Linked DNA regions of Mus musculus: region 1 is linked to region 2. The links are chromatin contacts, called in public HiCAR-type maps. All regions are on one chromosome and are shown on one strand. Each heading gives the region's core, a stretch centred on a gene start, on an enhancer-like site or on the middle of the called end of the contact. The rest is flanking DNA. Distances are from core to core; before and after follow the strand shown.

Region 1 (5,110 bases), core at 725-3,224, 110 kb after region 2:
CACCAAAGAGCAGCTGCTACGATCTATCAGTTTGCAGACCAACAGAGAGCTTCAGTGGTGATTGGCCTTGCCTAGGATCTCACAGTCAGCATGAGACTGGGACCAGCTGTTCTCTCCCTGGGAAATCTTCAAGAAGGATTTAAATAGTCTTGCATGGTGATAGTGCCCACGTGTGCTTCTGTGCCCTGAACCCTCTTGAGCGCTGAGCTCCTGAATGTATGTAAGGGGTGGGCACGTTACCTCTGCTGGGGCCTCCCCCAGTGCATGTAGTAAAATCCTGCCCCTAGGTGATGTGTTAGGAGGACCCGCCGAGGAGTGATTAGGTCCTGAGGGGTGGAGCTCCCAGAAATGACATGAGTGCTCTTATGAAAGAAGTGCAAGGGAACTTGATCACCTGCTCCCACTACAGAACTATACAGAGAAGGGGACACCTGGGTCCAGAAAGGGGCCTCCCCAGACTCTGTCTCGGGACCTTGGCCTTTGCAGCGTCTACACTGATAAAATAAAATAAAATACATTTCTGGTTTCTGTAAACTATTCTATGAGGGGGATTTTGTTATAGCGCCCAGACAGGATGACCATCCTGACCAAATCGAGGGATCCTGCCAGCTTCCCTATTAACTGCAAGCTCATCCGTCCCGCACCTAGGCAGCATACCTGGGAGCTGTCTTTGTCCTCTTCTTACCAGGAAATGTGTGCACCCCATCTTCAGAACCTGGACCAAGGCCAGCCCCCTCCTGCCTTCTCTGCTGGCTGGAGCCACCTGGTTTTTACAAGCTGCTCATGAGTTTCTCACCTCTGCCCTCCCGCCCAGCCCCCATCCCGGCTTCCAGTTACAGCGGTTCCCCTGCTCAGAACCTCCCATTGATGTTTGCCTCGTTGTGACTAGATGGAATCCGGGAAGAATTAGACACATCTCTCATACCAGTGTCACTCCTGACTCCATGACTCAGTTTGTCACCATCCAATGGCCCTCTTTTCCTGACTTCCTTTTTTCTTCCTACTCCCCTCTCTCTTTGTGTGTGTACAGGTGCGCGCCCATGCATGTGTGTGCCTGTGTGCGTGTGTGTGTGCATGTGTGTGTGCGTGCACAAGCGTATGAGATGTATTTGCCCATGAAGGTGTTTGTGGGGATCAGATTGACATTGGTGTCTTTCCCAGTCACTCTACACTTTATCTTTTTTTTTTTTTTTTTTTTTTTTTTTTTTTTTTCGAGACAGGGTTTCTCTGTATAGCCCTGGCTGTCCTGGAACTCACTTTGTAGACCAGGCTGGCCTCGAACTCAGAAATCTGCCTGCCTCTGCCTCCCGAGTGCTGGGATTAAAGGTGTTAGCCACCACGCCCGGCCTCCACTTTATCTTTTGAGACAACGACACTCACTGGACCCAGAGCTTCCTGCTTCAGCTCGCCTGGCTGGTCATCGAGTCCAGGGATCCTTTCCTGCCCCGGTGCTTGGATTACAGACACCATGGCCACACCCAGCTTTAACATGGGCTGGGGACCAGTTTACACAGCAGACACCTTACCCTATTCCTCTTCTTTCTGTTTTTAGTTGATACATGTGAAGATTTTAGGAGATAAAGGGGGCTGCAGCCTTCCGGCATCCTTTCCAACTGTCCGCTCAGGTCTTTCCTCCCTGATCCTCCTGCGGGCCAGGCCACAGCTCTTGGTCCCCACCCCTCGCTCCCTACCTCCATAGAAACTCTCACTTGTCCGCTGCACTATGGATGCTCAGGCTCCCAGAGACCATGGCAACAGCTGCATCTGAAACATGGAAAATGAAAACAAGAACTATTTTTCAAACAGGAGGCAAAAGCCCAGAAGAGTGGAAAGAACACGTCCCGTGAGAAGGGCTGGGTGCCATATTGACACACGGATGGAACTTATTTTCTGAGCTGGGCTTTGGAGGTGCAGGAGCCGAGCCAGACTATGACCTCACAGCATCCCCAGAGCAGATCTGAGCATGTGGAAAAGACTTATTAAAGTCTGCCTTTGCTCACTGTCACAGTCTAAATCTGAACCACTGCTCACAGTCTTGTGGTTTGAATGCTTGCTCCATGACTGGTTACTATTTTGAGGGGGTCTAAGACCCTGGGGGAACAGAGCCTAGCTAGAGAAGGTCGGTCACAATGTGGGGATGTGGGGGTGTGGCATATTGCCTCAACTGTTTCCTGTTGCCTTTTCCTTCTGGGTCCACCATGATATGAGCGTTCTCTGCAACACATTCCCACTGGCACAAGCTGCTCAGCCAGGTTTTTTGCTCCCTGCCATGGTGGGCTGAGGAACTGCTTCGTCATGTCTTCCTATCCGCCATGGTGAACTGAGATCCACCTGAGTAAATCCTTCCTTCACTAGGGTGTTTCTGTCAGGTTTTGTCACAGCAACATAAAGGCAATGAGCACCCATGACCCCCAAACAGATGAACAGGTCTCTCAGCCCTCACTCTGGGCAAGTCTTTGTGGACCCATCTACCAGCCACAGGGCAGTGGGTCCAATCTGCCATATTTCCAATTCCTATCCTCTGTCCCAAGACCTAGATTTTGGCATTAATTGACATGGCTGTAAGGGCTCTCATTAACCCTGCTTCACTGATTTACACACTCATGGGTGGGTGTGTAGAGTGTTTGTTGTAGTATGTATGTATGTATGTATGTATGTATGTATGTATGTATGCGGTATCTGTGTTAGTTAGCTTTCTGTGAATGCAAGGCACACCCTGGACAATTGTCTGAGTGAGAGGACAGGTTTATTTGGGCCCACGGCTCTGGAACTTTCAACTCCTGTTTGTTCGGGGGTGCCTGCGTCTCTGGGCCTGAGTGCAGAGGTGCCTCACGAGTAAGCAGATCTCTGTATGGTGGCCAGGAAGCAAAGGAAGCTCTGAGAGACCAGAGTCCCACAGCTTCCACCCCTGCCAATGACTTGAAATAGACCCCACCTTTTAAAGGTTCTATCGCCTCTCAGTCGTATCCTCCCGGGGACTAAACCCTTGACCCAAGCAAGGCCTTATAGGGACATTTCAGATCCAAGCTGGCACACAGTACCTGGGTATAGCTGAGAAGTGAGCAGGTAAGAAAGTGTGACCCTGAGAGACTTGACGATGATTCGGTGGGTAAAGATAGCACTTGCTGTGCACGCAGACCCTTGTTTAGATCACCACAACCCAGAGGAGATTACTACAACCCATCTTGATGCGATGCTGTTGCATGCAGTATAATCCCAGCACGCCTACAGAGAGGTGCGGGGTGGAGAAGGGGACTAGTGACAACTTGGGGGCCGCTACCACGGTGTGCAAACATGTGGCAGGGGCAGCTCTGGAGGCTGCCCACCCACACCCATGCACATGCACAGAGAGGGGAGGAGAGGGAGAAGGCCAACAGGTCTCCACTCCTAAGATCTTGGTATCCCGTGCAGAACCAGACAGCCATCGGGGTCTCTAGACAGCCTGCAGCTTTAAGTAAATTCCCCAGCCTGGGGGCCGAAGAGCACAGCTGCCATCTACCCCCGGAGAGCATCTTTGATTAGAACACCCAGTGGACTCTGGAGCAGCAGATGCTGTGTGGCTGGTGAACTCGGAGGGAGTGCAAGTCATATCAGTACCTGCTCTGAGAAACTAAGAAACTCCAAAAAATTTTGCTAAGAAATAGATTCCCCCCCTTCTTTCCTTCCTCCCTCCCCTACCCCTTCCTCCCTCCCCGCCCCTCTCTTTCTTTCTTTTGAAGTGGACTTCTACCTTCAAATCTAGACTTTACAGAATCAGGGGTAAACAACAGCAGCCCAGAGTTTGCTGCACTGCTCGCCCCCATCTTCTTTGCTGTTAATTTGTTCCAGGACAGGAAATCCAGCCGTCATGGCTCTCGGAGACCAATTCACAGTCTCAGCTAGCTCACAGGACAGGAACCTGTTGTTGTCTAGCCTCCATCAAAGGCTTTGCCCTCTGGCTGCAAACAGGCCAGACCAGAGATGACTGCAGTTGCTCCTGCTCAGCTCCGTCCCTTTGTGGTGCTGTCCTGGCCCACAGATGGGCGCATGCCCAGGACAAAGGGTCCATGAAGGGAGTGAGGGCGTACAAGTGCCGGCTCATGAACACACCTTTCCCAAGGGCTGCTTCAGCTGACGAGAGGGGCTTCTTCAGAGAAAGGCCTACTCAGGTCCTCCATGTTTGATTTCTTTTTCTTTTTTGGGGGGGGGCGTGGTTTTAGCTGTTATTAGGTTTTTTTTTTTTGTTTTGTTTTGGTTTGGTTTTAATATTAGGTTGTAGAACTTTCTTACATGTTTTAGAAATGGATCCTGTATCAGATAAATAAACACTCCATCAGCTTGGTAGGCTGTCTCTTTTACTTTAAATGTTGTTCTTGGCTATGCAGAAGTTTTAGTTTGATGCTAACCCATCTGTCTATTTTTGCTGTGTTTGCCTGCATGTTTATGTCATATAAAAAATACACACACACACACATGCACACACACACACATATACACACACACACACCATTGCCAAGGCTACTTACTGGCTAATGACCAACCTGTGTGTTCTCTGAATTTACAAGTTTGGCTTCCCATTGGCAAGTCTGCAATGCAGTTGGAACTGATTGTCATGTGTGTGAACACAGGCTCCACATTCTCCCTTCAGAGAATGTGCTGGGGTCTGGCTTTCCCAATATCATTGGACAGGACCGGCCTTTTGCCGTTGTGTGAACTTGGCAGCTTCATGGGAAGTCTGCTGACGGTCCATGTGTGGACTCACGTCTGGGCTCTCCGCTCGTAAGTGACAGTGTTTACTAATTTCCTTTTCAGACAGCTCATGACCAAATGCAGCTGACTCTTGTTGCGTTTGTGATCTGCAGATTTGCTGGTTTGTTTCTTAGTTCTAACAGACTCCCCCCACCCCACCCCCTTTCCTCAGAGGTTTGTATACAGTAGATGACAGGATCAACAGATAGAAACAGTTCTGCTGCGTCTTTCTCTGCTTGGATTTCCGTCCTTCTTTCTTGCCTTCTTGCTTTGTCTCGGCCACCTAGTGCCCAGTTAAAGAACAGTGTTGAGTGCTGAGCACCCTCCTTGCATGGTCTGAGAGACACAGCTTTTGCTTTTTCACACGGACAGCTAATGAAGT
Region 2 (5,414 bases), core at 2,832-5,331:
CAGTGTAATAAAGTCTACAAAACCCAAAACATCAACATTTTAAAACCGTATCTATTGTTTTTGCCAGGAATCAAAATTTGAGCTGTTTCTATTTTTTTTTTTTTTTTTTTTTTAGTGACAAGCCAGTTTTATTTGAATTTAAAAAATTGGCTTTGTATCTTGCAACTTTATTGAATTTTTTAATTAAAAAAATTGGAGAATTTCACATATTCACATAAAAGTACCAATTTTATTTTAAAGTTACTATGAAGAGAGTCATATCATAATTTTAAAAATACTAAGAAACAAAACAAACACACCATAACAATGCCAAAGCAACCATCTTCTGAGCCAGTTTATAGCAGAAATACCCTTGTAATTCTTGCCCACCGCAACTGAACCACAGAGTCAGAGGTAGATACTATGTCTGAGTCCTGGTTGGCTGACAATAGGAATGGAAAAAGTTTCAATTCCTTGAGCAAACAAACCCTTTTTTTGGGGAGGGGGGCAGAATTAGGTGTAGCCATCAGAATTCTGACATCCTCTTTGTGTCAATTCCATGGATTCCATCATCTCTCATCCACCTCCAGGACCCTGCCCATGCCCCCACCATGTTCCAGAAGAACAGGATAGAATCCAAAGAGGAAACTCCCTTTAGGATCTACAGGGAGATGAGAAATCATGTCTTGGCAGGTGCCTGGAGGCAGGGAATCCCAGATGCGGAACATGTGGTGGATGATTCTTTTGGCTTTAAAACAAAACAAAACAAAACAAAACAAAACAAAACAAAACAAAACAAGACCGGAGACATCAAGATAAGTCAGTAGGCAGAGATGCTTACCACCAAGCCTGGTGACCCAAGTTTGATCGCTGGCACCCCCATGGTGCAAGGAGAACGCCTGCTCCGGCCCCTCAACGAAACACACACACCCTGTAGCTGTCAGCCTATGTACACTCACAAACACAAAAATAGGTAACAATGTGAAAAAAGAAATAGCAAGCTAGCTGGAGAAGGCTTCACCACATACCTAAAGAACAATGAGATCTCTGCCCAGTGTGTGAAGTCAAATTGGCAACAAAGTGACTAAGTGAAAGCCTTAGAGGACTAGAGCATTAAAAAAATTTAAAAGATAAAACAAACAAACATGCTTGGAGAGGGTTGCTAAGGTTAAGGAAATCATTGTCAAGATGAGAATTACAGGCCCTTAGCTGTGGCAATTCTGCCCCTGGAGTGTGGGGTTATGGGGAAGGCAGTTTACAGACCCAAGTAGGAGGGAGTGGCTTGGGGTTGCAGGGGTTTGTGATGGAGGTCTGTCTGCCCACTCCCAGGCTGCCACTGGGGCTCACACAAAGCACTGGTGTCAGGAGCAGGAGCCTCAGCCTGTGATTCCCGTCTCGTGAGTCTAGCACCTGTGCACCCAGAAGGGGATGCAGAGACAGACTGCAGTTCCTACCAGAGCCATGTTTCCCATTAAAACATCTACCTGCAAGAAGGGCATGGTGGCTCTGTCTTGTTATCTAAACACTCAAAAAGCGGAGGCAGGAGGCTTGCTGTGAGCCTGATGCCAGCTAGGACTATGTGTTGGGATCCTGTTTTAAAAAACAAACAATCCCTCAGCGTCCATTTGGATCACAATCAGTGAAATGTTCGAATTGTGTTGAAGACTGGAATGCGTTCAGAGTGTTAACCTGGGAGCAGCAGGGATTCCCTCCCTGTGTCTGGGTTTCAAGTCCAAAATAATTGATCATGGTGTCTACCATCTGATTCTGGAGAGCTGGTTTGGAGAAGCTCAACAGGAGACAAAGAATGCTTGGTAAAGAAAACAGGGAATGCTGTCTGTCTGTCTGTCTGTCTGTCTGTCGGATCCACATAGTCACAGCCAGGACCAAACTCAAATGTAGTTGTTACTTCATATATGTCTAGCTCGGTGGACAAAACAGAACTGGGTCTCTCAGTAGCTCAGTGGACTGGCTGAGGACACAGTGACTCCAGTAGCCAGAGAAGAGTATGGCTAACCCAATGTGGATTGTTGCGTTGATTCACCTGGCCAGTGTAATATTTTTCAGAACTCTCTCAATATCCCCATTACACATCCACCTCCCTGCCAAATGGAGTATCTTCCCTTTGAAGATTTTCTCAGTGTCTGTGAGGTGACTGGAGCCTGCTCAGTGGGGTTTGAACTTTGAATGCTCTTGCCAAGGAATGTGAACTTATATAGAATCCGCTCACACGCTGAGGCTCATTGGAAATACACTGTACATCCTGACGGTTCTGTTATGAAGATCACAAATCACAATGCACTGGGTGTGTAGGTGGGTACCTGCGAGCTCAGTGCTCACTAGGTGAAGGCAGGAGCATGGAGAGTTGAGACCAACCTCACTGCTTAATAAGATCTTGACTTAAAGGAAAAGGAGGGAAGGGGAGAGGAAGGGAGGGAGGGAGAGAAGAGGAGAAAAGGGGAAGGGAGAGGAGAGGAGAAGAGGGAAGGGGAGAAAGAGGAGGGGAGGGAAGGGAAAGGAAGAAAGGGAGGGAGGAAAGAGGAGAAACGGGGAACGAAGGGGAGAGGAGAGGAAGGAGGGGAAGGGTAGAAAGAGGAGGGGAGGGGAAAAGGAAGGAGAGGGAAGGGGAGGAGAGGGAAAGGAAGAAAATGGGGGGGGTGAGGAGGGAAGGGGAGGGAAGGGAGGGGAGGCCAAGGCAGAAGCAAATGAGAGACAGGTGGGAGGTGAAAGAGGAATCTGCCTGTTGTCCTATTCTGACCTCCACATGTGTGTCCACAGGTGCACACACACTCGTGTGCCGTGCCACATGTATGCATAATATATATCTCCCCACCCACCGACTTTGTTTCTGAAGAATGTTGAGGAGAAAGCCTCTAAAGTCAGCCATTCTGCCAATTTATTCTGAATTTCCTTCGCTCTTTTAGAAGGAGAAAATGAGGGCTTTGGAAATAGCTCAGCTGGAAAAGTGCTAGCCACAGGGGCATGAGGTCCTGTGTTTGGATCTCTCTGTAAAAATCTGGTGAGGGTGCAGACCAAGACAGGCAGCTCTTCAAAACTCACGGACTGCCAGCCTAGCTGCATGGTGTGCTTCAGGTTCAGGGAGAGACTCTGCCTCAAACACCGAGGTGAGAGCAGTCGTAAAGACACTTGATGCTGACCTCCTGACTCTGTATATGAAATCTCATGTATGCACACATACACACCACCAATGCACACATACGTGTGTACACATGAATACACCTCCTTGGCACTGCCTGCTCCCAGAAGTGCCTGGCACATTTGCAAAGCTGTCTGCTCAGAAGCTTACCTTGTGTGGAGGGGAGGATGGACGCCCTAGGGGGTCAGGGGTGGACTCTGACCCCGGCGGATCATTAAGATGATGTCACTAGGATTTGGGAGCAGGAAGTATGACCTGGTCAGAGGAAGAAAGGTGCTCAAAACGGACTTTTGAAGGACATTTCTAGTGTCCCAGTGTCCTATTCCCTGTCCCTCTGCCACATGCTCTAGCCTCCATGGTGTTCTGCCTCACTTTGGGCTCACTGAATCAAGCCAGTCAATCTGAAATTCTGAGCCAGAATAACCCTATAACCCCTTTTTAATGTAACTTGACTTGCTCAGGTGATTTGTTACAGCAACGGAAAGCTATTAACCATTTCCTTACCTGTTGCTCCCAGGTGTGCTCTCTCTCTCCCTCCCCCTTTCTCCCTTTCTCCTTCTCTCCCTCCCCTCTCCTCTCTTTTGCTTTCTTTTTTTGAGACAAGGTTTCTCTGTGTACCTTTGGCTGCCCTGGAACTCACTCTGTAGACCAGGCTGTCTTCGAACTTGATCTCACAGAGATCCACCTGCTCTGCCTCCTGAGTGCTGGAATTAAAGGTGTGCACCAGCACACACACACACATCACATGGCACATTTCAACCACGTGTGAAGTAGAGATGCCAGTGAGAGGCACCCCCAAGACACATCCATTCCCAGCTTCAACATCACCGGGAATCTTGTTTCGTCTTTGTCCATTTGTGTCTTTTCTACTGGATTATCTTGAGGCCAATCCTAGACGTGACATCATTTTATAATACTTCATTACGTGTCTCTAAGAGGTTCCAAGTACAGACAGGATATCAGGATCTTGTCTGGAAATGCTTAGCAACAATCCCCGAGGCATTATCAAACATCTGCTCAGAGCTGGAACTTTTCTGCTGATCTCAAATACACCCCCCACCTCGGGAGTTATGGCTATGATTATTATTTTAAGTAAGACTTCGGGTGAGATCTGGGGCTGGAGGATGCTTCCGACTGAGGTTTGATTGGCAGAAGTTCAGTTTGGACACCTCCTCTTTTAACTACGCTTCTCCTGCTTTAGAGTCCTGCGTCACTGTCAACCTGCCTATCCCGGTCCCAACTGTGCAAACACACCATAGGGGCAGGAATCGCTCCTCAGGTCTGTCTGCATTCTGTCCCCACTATAGGAACAGGGTCTGCCGTAGAGTTTCGAGTAAAGGTGTTTAAAAATATATCTGGTTCTTATCAGGTTCTTGCCGAACTGGTAAATCTTTACATAGGCCTATGCCAGTAGATCGTTTATCAGCCTGTTTTTCATTACTGTAACGAAATACCTGAGGCTGGATCGCTGTAAAGGAAAGAAATGTTTTATTTGATTCACACTTTGGAGGATGAAAACTCAAACAGCACAGCGCTGGCTCTGGTGAGGGCTGCTGGGTAGTGTGGCTAGTGACAGATGGCATCATGGGTGGGGGTGGGGGGACGGGGGATACATTTGAGAGGGAGAGACAGGAAGCCTGAGAGAGGAAGTGAGCTGGTGACAACCTCCCACTAGCTCCACCTCTTAAAGGGGCTAATCACCACATCACATGAGCTCGGTTACATAAACACAGATCTTGTGTCAGACTTGTGACAAATCATGGGTGGCATGTCCCATCAAGCATTTGTTACAATAGGAAAGTGAGGGCTCCACTCTAGCCACCTCAAAACAGTAGAGTTTCACTACTGGAGGCAGGTCGAAGGTCCTGGAGGAGGTTTTCAAGGATTCCCGCTGTGTGGATCAATTCTTGGTAGATCAGCAGGGTCCTTGCTGGGGATAGGCCAAGCAGGTGTGAGGTGGGGATTCTTGCAGGGATGCAGGTCTGGTGAGGCCAGGGTCAAAGTTCAAAGTTCAGGCCTGGTTGCAAAGAAGCCTAGAGGACCTGGCTAAAACTTGGTGAATGAGAGTAGTTGTCCAAGGATGAACTAAATGTTCTTTTGCCCCAGATTAATAGATTTTTCCTCCCCTGTGTGTGTGTGTGTGTGTGAGTGTGTAGGATGTCTTCTGGTGTTTTGCTCTATGTCTTGGTCTTGGTCTATGGTCTTGCTAGCCAGCCAGACCCTGAGATCCTCCTGTCTCCCATGCCCACGGTACTGGGGTGTGAGGCACACTTACAGC

The links. HiCAR-type assays count read pairs that join an accessible place to other places.
Region 1: a HiCAR-type map of fibro-adipogenic progenitors shows a contact between it and region 2, with 3 times the contacts expected there. The contact joins two enhancer-like sites. A contact is called at or near these places in 5 of 484 Hi-C or Micro-C datasets (the C2C12 cell line, the HPC-7 cell line, bone marrow-derived macrophages and 2 more), 5 of 115 datasets of contacts at active chromatin or transcription factors (Th17 cells, embryonic fibroblasts, embryonic stem cells and 2 more) and 4 of 9 other capture datasets (embryonic stem cells, embryonic tail, embryonic trunk and 1 more).

The regions. Positions count from the first base shown.
Region 1 is chr2:166,333,962-166,339,071 of GRCm38.p6, forward strand. No RefSeq gene overlaps it. Among named protein-coding and RNA genes, the nearest start is that of Gm30733, 50 kb to the left of the region's middle. Within about 2 kb of position 1,975, at least 15 of the 459 cell types and tissues checked have an H3K27ac peak or open chromatin away from gene starts, as enhancers often do. A contact at or near this core is called in fibro-adipogenic progenitors, where this site is marked.
Region 2 is chr2:166,221,425-166,226,838 of GRCm38.p6, forward strand. No RefSeq gene overlaps it. Among named protein-coding and RNA genes, the nearest start is that of Gm30536, 30 kb to the left of the region's middle. Within about 2 kb of position 4,082, at least 4 of the 459 cell types and tissues checked have an H3K27ac peak or open chromatin away from gene starts, as enhancers often do. A contact at or near this core is called in fibro-adipogenic progenitors, where this site is marked.